Regions from separate parts of the Mus musculus genome. Here region 2 is linked to region 1. A link is a contact called in public HiChIP or PLAC-seq data. All regions are on one chromosome and are shown on one strand. Each heading gives the region's core, a stretch centred on a gene start, on an enhancer-like site or on the middle of the called end of the contact. The rest is flanking DNA. Distances are from core to core; before and after follow the strand shown.

Region 1 (4,473 bases), core at 1,043-3,542:
ATGGAATTATAAGTCATCTATATTAATTCATTACTGTTTTACTTAAAGTGTTAATGCTAGGGGCCCAGAGAGATAACTCCGCAGTTAAAAGCATTGGCCACTTTGCCTAAGATTCTGAAGAGTCCGGTATCAGATAACCTGGATAGCAGATATTTACAATACTATTCATAACAGTAGCAAAATTTCAGTTATGAAGTAGTCACAAAAATTACTTTCTGGTTGGGCATCACTACACCATGAGGAACTATATTGAAAGGTCACAGCATTGAGACTTGAGAACCATTGTTCTAGAGGGTATTTAAATTTCCCAACATGGTGCAAATCAACATATCAGCTAGGGCTCTTTTAATCAGTCAACAGAGACTGGTGGGCTCCAACAACTGGAATCTGCTGTGGATGATTGCACAGGTCAGGAGTCTAAACAACTCCAGAGGCTGAGGCAGGAAGATCTCAAATTCAAGTCCTGCCTGACAACTTAAATGTCTTATTAAAGTGATGATCGGTGGTGGAGCACTTGCCTAGCTTGTTTGCCTAAGCTCAGCCCCTGGTACTGAATGATACTGAAAAATCAAACCAAACCAACTCTCAACTTGGTTTAGTATATATCTAGAATCTGGACGTATAGATGTGAGGATGCTTGCTTTCTTCTTATTTATTCTGTGTGGGTGTGTCCATGTGTATGCTCCTACACACATGGAGGCATGCAAGTGCCATGGTCTGCATGTGGCCATGGGAGTCAGTTCTCCCCTTCTATTATGTGGGTACTGGGGATTGAACTTACTTTGTCAGGCTTAACAGTAGGCACCTCGCCCTCTGAGCCATCTCAGTGGCCCTCCTAAATAAGAGGGTGGGTAGCATTCTAAGGGCTACTGGGGGCAGGCAATCTGTGTCTTTGGCTCCTTTCAGGCTTAACTGTTTGTAAATTTCCGCCTTTTACAAGGATATCAGTCATTTAGGATTAGAGCTCACTGTAATGAACTCACTTTAACTTTATTATCTCTAAATGGAACCTAGCCAAGTGGTATTCTGAGGGACTGGAGGCTCTGCACTCTCAGCTAGGAATTTTGTGGAGACAAGAGTCAACTCATTAGCAACTGCTAATTTAAAATCTCCCATAAAGAGTTAACAATCTAGGGCTACAGAGATGACTTAGTCAGTAAGCGGTTCAGTTCAATCTGACTTCTATCCCCAGAACCTCTGAGTAAAAGCAAGACATGGAGTGTATGTAACCGTAATCCTCCAGTGCTAGAGAGGTGGAGATGGTTGGATGCCTGAGGGTTCTTGGACTCATGCACAATGGTTGGACTCACGAATAATTGTGAGCTCCAAGCCATTGAGAAAACCTTTCTCAAAACTGGAGACTGACCTCCACAGTTATGCACCCACACACATAGGAAAACTTGAATACACACACAAGCACACACACACACACACACACACACACACACACACCAAGACAATAATCCAATTACATTGTAAAGAAGGAGTCATTTTAGAATGTTTTGTGTAAAGATATTTGTGGAGATGTTACAGTTTGGAAATATGGATCACAGACCTTATGGTGCCCTAGACAGTGTATTAGAATAGTTTGTCTCAGCCCAGGGGTAGTGAAGCATGCCTTTAAGTCCAGAACTCCAAAAGCAGAAGCAATAGGACCTCTGTGATTTTGAGACCAGCTTGGTCTGCAAAGCTAGTTCAGGAGTAGGCTTTGTTCCATAGAAGAATTCTGTCTTGAAAGAAAAAAATAAGAAGAAAAAAAAGGAAAGAAAGAAAGAAAGAAAGAAAAGAAGAGAAAAAGGAAAAGAAAAAGAAAAAGAAAAAGAAGAAAAGAAAATGAAAATGAAAAAGAAGCAGAAAGAGAAAGAGAAAAAGAAAAAAGAAAAGAAAAAGAAAGAGAAATACCCTGCCTTGTTAGTCTCATAATAATATCAAAGACCTTTTTAGACCTTCTTAAGGAAATCACCTGGACTCCAAGTAAGCTCATTTTTCTTTTGAACAGCTCACCCTACTTGGCTAACCTTTTACCTCCCTGACCCCCTCAGTATCTCCTGGAGTAAATCAGGGGCATACTTCAGGTGACAAAAATTAGGTGAAAAGAAGCAAAAATATTTACACTTTCTAAAAGCAGAAATCAATTTGTCCGAGGCCTGGCCTTGATTGGAGGTATGTCTGCTTCACTGGTTAGAGCACGAAAGGGATTATGGGATTCTGCGTTTGTTGATCTTCACGTGGGTTGTATTCAGGAATTAAGCAGGCTGGAGGTGGGTCTTAGAAAGCCCAGGGATCACCCAGGCTGGGAGCTGAGCCAGGTGAGGGCTTGGCAGGTTCCCCAGTGTAAGAAGAAGCTAGAGAGCTGCTGTCTGCCTGCTTCAAGTAGGAAATTTAAATATCTGTTTGTCTGCCTGGAACGAATAACAGATAGGGAGCTGGCTTCCAGCTCATACACTGCCACTAACCTTTCCAAGTCACTTTAGGCACCTTTCTTTAATCTTCTCGCCTGCGGTTTTGGCTGCAGACTCAAGGGTATTCACCAGGGTGCAGGGCAAAGTCCCCTACAACAATAAAATCTTTGGAGGGCGATTGTTCCAAATATTAAACGTGACTTCCCTGTGGTTAACGACCCTAGGACAGCTGTGGTTCTTTGCTGAGGCCCCGAGATGTTAACTATCTCTGTTCGTCGGGTTGGGGGGCAGGGAAGTGTCCTTGCTACTAAACCAGGAGGAGGAGAGTTCTCCAAGATGCCTACGGCTGACCTTCTGACCCGGCTAGGCAGCTGCTCTCCCCGCCCCCACCCTGCCCTTCCAGTCTCCACTGCTGGAATTTTCATCAGCTTTGCAGTAGACTGCCTGAACAGCCAGGGCTTTTGGACTATGAACTCGCAAGTTGGGGAGCAAATGCCAGGGCACCCAGGGCTTGCCTCTTCTGGGCACTTTTCACTGACTCTTCAGTCAAGGAGTGAGAGAGAAGTGGAGGTCTGGGCTGTTTAACAGTGGCGTCTTTATCTGCTTCACCCACCGCTGACCAGGGCAGCTCTAGAGTTATCAGAGTGTCATTAACAGGGACAGCTGCTGGTAAACAGAAGGATGTGGACACCGGCTCTCCAGTCAACAGGAATTTAACTCTAATCTGCTCCTTACTTAAAGAAACACCGCTCTCCTCTCTGTGCAGGGCCAGCGTGTGTTTATCTCCTTTAACTTTCAGATAGAAGACTGGCATGGGCTCAGGAAACCCCCGCCGGCTACAAAATTAATAAGGTGTTAGGGACATGCACCTTAGGTCGATTGGAGGAGACGCTTGCCCCAGAGAAGGGTGCGGGGGGGGGGGGGGGAGGAGATCTCACCCAGGAGTTGTCTGCCTAGCTGGAAACCGATCCTACATATTTATAAAGGTAAACTTGGCTCGCGGCCAAACGCCTGCATTTAAGTGATTAACAAATGCGTCTCTTTAAGCGGACACCTCTTGTTCTAAATATATTTGACAAGAATGCGAAGAGTCATCTGGTGGGCAGAGAGGGAGCAGCTCCGGCCTTCTCTGGCTAGGCTGGCAAGCCCGCCCGGGCCGTGCTCCTGCACGCTCAGTGCCAGCCGAGTTCACGTCGCTGGTGGGCAGGCTGCCAGAGCCAGCGGCTCCCCACTGTTTAACGACAACGGATTTACGGCTTCCCTCCATATTGGTGTTATTTTGTATAAACAAGGTTAACACTCCTTTTAAATTAAATGCACCACCTGGTGACTGAATGGCTGACCTTGCCAGCTTCACCTGCCCTGCCCTAGATCGGGTTCTAGCTCTTCTGTCTACCTGTAGCTCCTTGGAATCGACCCTGCTTCCCTTTTAAAGAGACGGAGCTCCTGGGGGCAGGGGAGACTGGCAGGCCACTAGCCCTGGGTCCCGGACCTGATGGGATCAGAAGGGTCTGGAAGTATGACATGCACCCCAAATCCTTCTAAGTCCCAGATCAGACTGTGACCGGTTGACTCTGTGCCCGCAGAGTCCGGAGGAAGGTCCTTCAGAGCTCTGAGGCGGGCCCCCAAAGAGAGCTCTCCAGAGGAGGTCGTGTGGTGAAAGAGATCTTTGTGTTGTTGCACTGAGGCAGTAGTACTGATCTTGTACAGGGCTCTCAGCCTCTTCCCCACCCTCTAGGAATGTGAACACCTGGAAAAATTCTCCTGGCTTTACTTGGAAGAAATTTAATGGTGTAAACAAACGCAGCAGGAAGTCCCCTTTGATACAGAAGGCAGTGGGATGGCATGCTGAGCCAAGGGGGCTCTGCCTGCCAAGGTCCATTCTGAAAACATTTCAAGAATAGCTTGGAGTTGTCTAGGAAAATTTAGGTGGACTGCTTGGCAGTAGAAATCTCTAGAAACTCCATCTAGTAACTTCCAGCAAAACACACTTGAGTTACTCATTTAATTGGCAGCATGGCGGCCACCTTGCCTTGACTTTTATTTTTTTTTAAATTTGCCAGTGTCACAA
Region 2 (4,473 bases), core at 1,329-3,828, 610 kb after region 1:
CTGGTCCTATCATTAATACCCAACATCTAAGGGGCACATTTATGACCTCCATTGCCAGGTGGTGTGTGGTCATAGCACACAGTTTCCACGCATGCTCAGTGCTGGTGCTGTGTGCTCTGTTGCTGTTCCATATTGTTTGTATTTGTCCTTTGTCACACTTCAACGGGCTTTTTTGACTTTTAATGCTTTCTTTAAAGATTAAAATTCATGCTTCAGTAAAATGCGCTTTCTTGCTGAAGCTGTTGCTATTGTAACACCCTAGACCTTTAAGAATTGTGTTCTTGTTGCTCCTTAATTCTTCAGAAATTTGAGTGACCTAATGCTTCACTCTATGATAAAGCCCAGTCATGGCAGAAATTGTTTAGAAAGGTGCTGCTGGCTTTGTGGAATTGGTATAAGTGTGCTTTCTAATTGTCTGCTTGTTGGATATTTCATTTAGAATGCTGTTTTAAAAGCAAGACCTCTCCCTAAAGTGATTTCAAAGAATGATGCTGTAACAACTCAGCCCTTCCAGTGTTCCCTGCAAGCCGGAAATCATTCTCCAGTGCAGCTTGTGACTGGGAAATTGTATGCAGTATAGCTCAAAGAAACAGAGAAGACACAGAAAATTGGCAAATTTTGAAACTCAAAGGAAGCTAAAGAACCATCCTATGCAGTGTCCCCCATGGTGACAGAAGGCATGTATGTAACCAGAGTCAACCTTCCTAGGGTAGACAGCAAGACCCCCACAATTGATTTTATGGCAAAAGCTTGATTGAGATCTATTTTAAACCTCATCTTCTCGGCTTTGGACTTCTCTTCAAGGAAGACAAATGCCCTTGAAAAGGAGTCTTAAAAGTATGATTCACAGACTCAGGAAGAATTACAGGATGCAGACAGCCTAGCGAAGTGCCTCCCCCAAGGACTTCATATTTCCTTCCTCTTAATCTGAGAGAGCCATTAAAAAGTTAGCCTGTTCCCTGGAGGCTCCTCCTCAGGATTCTCCTCAAAGGAAATGCTCACACGGAAAAGGTAATTTACCTAGACATGGTTTAAGAAGCAAGACTCCATTTCAGAGATTGGCAGTGCCTGGGTCTCTTTTTAGGACTCTTCCTAAAGTTAAGTAGCAAAGAGAGAATCAAAGGAAACATGTATCACAGACACACACACAGCACCCCTGTACCCATTATCATGTGTAGTCAACTCCCAAATTTGATAGCTTCATAGATAATATACAATCAAACGATACACATGAATCACACTCTCCCTCTGCAAACCAAGCTCCTGTTACCCAAATTTTGTATTCTGTCCAAAGAATGTTTGTAATTATTTGAGCTTCTAGTGGGAAATCTTTTTTTTTTTTTCCTGAGGGGTCGGGATGTGGGAGGAGAAGGAGATTCTTTGCTCTGGACCTTAGGGAGTGCTGTGGTCATTCCGCTTCACAGGATTTTAGGAAAGCAAACTCAAGAGATGATTCCCTTTTATGGCAAAATAACTTGGATGGATTCGCCTTTCCAAAGTCCATTGGAAACAAGACATGTGCTTGCAGAATCCTGCAGCTGTATCTACGAGAACAGCTTGGGGTCCCATCTTACTGGTTTCCTCTACTCATCCCTCCCTCCGATTTGATTTCCCTCCTCTATTCTGGAGTAGCGTGGCAATCTAGAGAAACATGAATGAGCATGTTAAATTCTCCAGTTTCCCCTCTGAAAGCCAATTGTGTTCTGTATAGATGAGAAGTTGACAACCACAGAGCATTTATTAAGAACGTTCAATTCTCTCAGTCCAGGGTCACAGTGGAACTTTAGCAATGGCCCCGAGAACTCTCAGTTTTGTTGCTCCAGTTGAATGGGGACATGCACTCAACCTCTGCAGACCGGTCCTTCAAAGGGTTACTAAACAGGTGGTTGTTAGGAGAAAATGGGATGGGATTATAAATATAGAAAAATGTAGAGAGAAAATCGTGATGTTAGAGATGGCCCTATGAGATGAAAGCTTTGCCTGTCAATACAACCCAGGAGACTGAGGTGGACCAAGGGTGGCACATCCACTGGCTCATGGTTTTAGAGGTCTGAAGGGTGTGCTTCCTAAACACTGGTAGATCAAAGGTTTCGATCAGGCAACCATCTTGTTGCTTCAAAGAACTCAATGCTTTATGTCTGTAAGCCTGAATCCTGGCACTGTCCACTAACCCAACAGAAAGAAGGTCATTCAAGGGAGCTCTGCGCATTCTCTCCCATGCAGCATAGCTTTAATGTGCATAGCAGTTGTAGCATGTGAATAAAAATCAAGCAGTGCAAACGGGGATGATTTCAACTACATCACATTTAAATAATGCATTTATAGAGCAAATTTAGGACAAATGACCGAAAGCATCCCTTTGGTCACCTAACATGCCACTCTCTGCAGTAAAGCTCCTCAGATATACTAAGGATTCATCTCGTTAGTGCTTGTCCTGTGAAACAGGAAAAACAGTGAAGAAAAATTCCCCTCTCATCTTATTTGCTTTGCACAAAGCTCAATCCCCAGGCTTGCATCTGAGACTCACATTTTTTTTTCTTGTGTGCTTCCTTCTGTATGTTTTGGCCGAGTGGGTGGAATTCTCCCTGATAAGCGGACCACCAATCCAGTGTGCACTGTGTGGGGTTGGCCCAGTCGAGTGGGCCCCACTGGGCCCCCCAGGGAAGAAAGCCAGGAATTCACAAGGGTTGATTATTGCCAGGGTTTTAGTTGTTTTTTCTCTTCCTCTCTCCTGTTTCTAAGCTATGTTCTTCCTTGTAAATCAATGCCTAGACTTGGGAGGCTAAGCATCCACCCTGATGGAACCCAGTCTCTGTAAGGGCGCAGCAGTGGAGATACTTTACCCAGGGATTTCACTAAGCCCCTTTAAAGAGTGACCTTGGGAGGCAAAAGGGAAGGGTCAGCCTGTGTATTGTTACTGGAGGCTTGCAATGGTTTAAATGAACTTCCATGGGTGACACATGTGAACAGGGAGCCTAAAACTATTTTTACTCATTAAAGTCAACACTTCACATCTAGCTTTTCATCTTATGTCAACAACACATCTGTCCACTGAGAATTCTGCCTTTAAAAAGTACAGAAAAATAAAACCATCAGGATTTTTTCCTATTGTGACTTTTCTAAATTTAAAAATATACTGCTTACTGTGTCTACATGTGTGGGGCAGGATAGACGAGTGTGTCCAAACACAGGTGTGGAGGTCAAAGGACACGTTTACTGAGGTGACTCGATCTCTGTTCTCTCAACCTTTACGTAGATCCAGGGAATCAGACCCGGATCCCAGACTTGGATGGTTAATGCCTTTCTTCATTGGTTCAGCTATATTTCAATCTAATTTTATAAATATGTATTCAGAGACCACATTCAAGTCACTGGGTGGGTTCTGTGTTGGTGAAATTAAGGTGAAGAACCAATATTGATATTTTCTCTCACTGTTCTAATAATTGGTAAACAAATATATCTTATCTTCATGTGGTTATCAACATTTTCTTAATAGGCTTGCTTATTACTGTGATCTCTCTTGTGTGCGTATGTGTATATAGTTGCTTTTATGTATGTGTACCTACTTACTGATGCCGTTCTCTAGCCTGCAAGAGCACACAGCCCTGGGTGTTCTCATGCCTCCACCTCTCCACCTCTGGTGTTGTAAATCTACTTCAACACTCCAGCTTCCTAAACGGGCTCTGGGATCAGAACCCAGGAATTTATGCTTGTACTGCAAGCACTTGAGAAAATGAGCCACTTCCCAAGCCCATGTTACTGTGAGCAACTTTTCCACCACCCCTTTGTATTTATTTTGAGAAGAGACATTTGTCGTATGACTGAAGGGCAAGAATTCATTACTTCATTTTTTGATCTAGGGCTTTCCTTACAACTTGCTCTGACCAATAGGAAGTAGTAGAAATAATATGACTTAAGGGGTTTTATAAGTGCTGTGGCTATTTTTTTTAATGCCTGGGCAGCATTTTCTCTCTCAAATGAGAAATGAAGAGTGTGCATGGGTGAATTTCCCCAACCTAGGCAGCATGGTCAAGCTTAGCAATGGCCAACTAAATCCCAGATGACCAACAGAGGACTATAAAAACACAGTTCACTAAAGCTAATAAGGTCTAGAACAGTTGATTGTACGATGGAAGTTAACTGAAGAAATGATCACATTCATCTATTAATTTATTCATTCATCCATTCTCAAACACTGGACATTCATCTGCTAAGCCCAAGTGCATGGCAGAAGCCTGAACTGCACAGTTGAGACTTCCAAAGGACACAGGTCAACGGAGCAGTAAATAAATGGGCATGCAAAGTGTTGAAACCAAGGTGTGACCTGAGTATAATGGTGAATCCTCAGTGGGGGCGTCACACATGTGGAAAGGGGGTTCAAGTTAAATCGTGAACAGGGAATTAGGAAGGCAGTAGAGTCGAAGGAAAGATACACACAATAGCATTTCAGGAAGAGAAAGTACACAGCAGTTG

What was found. HiChIP or PLAC-seq counts read pairs in DNA pulled down with a chosen protein or histone mark.
Region 2: a contact with region 1 is called in an H3K27ac HiChIP or PLAC-seq map of heart atrium, with 4 times the contacts expected there. The contact joins two enhancer-like sites.

Annotation. Positions count from the first base shown.
Region 1 is chr7:70,621,934-70,626,406 of GRCm38.p6, forward strand. No RefSeq gene overlaps it. Among named protein-coding and RNA genes, the nearest start is that of Gm35894, 37 kb to the left of the region's middle. Within about 2 kb of position 2,293, at least 103 of the 459 cell types and tissues checked have an H3K27ac peak or open chromatin away from gene starts, as enhancers often do. A contact at or near this core is called in heart atrium, where this site is marked.
Region 2 is chr7:71,228,478-71,232,950 of GRCm38.p6, forward strand. No RefSeq gene overlaps it. Among named protein-coding and RNA genes, the nearest start is that of 6030442E23Rik, 14 kb to the left of the region's middle. Within about 2 kb of position 2,579, at least 12 of the 459 cell types and tissues checked have an H3K27ac peak or open chromatin away from gene starts, as enhancers often do. A contact at or near this core is called in heart atrium, where this site is marked.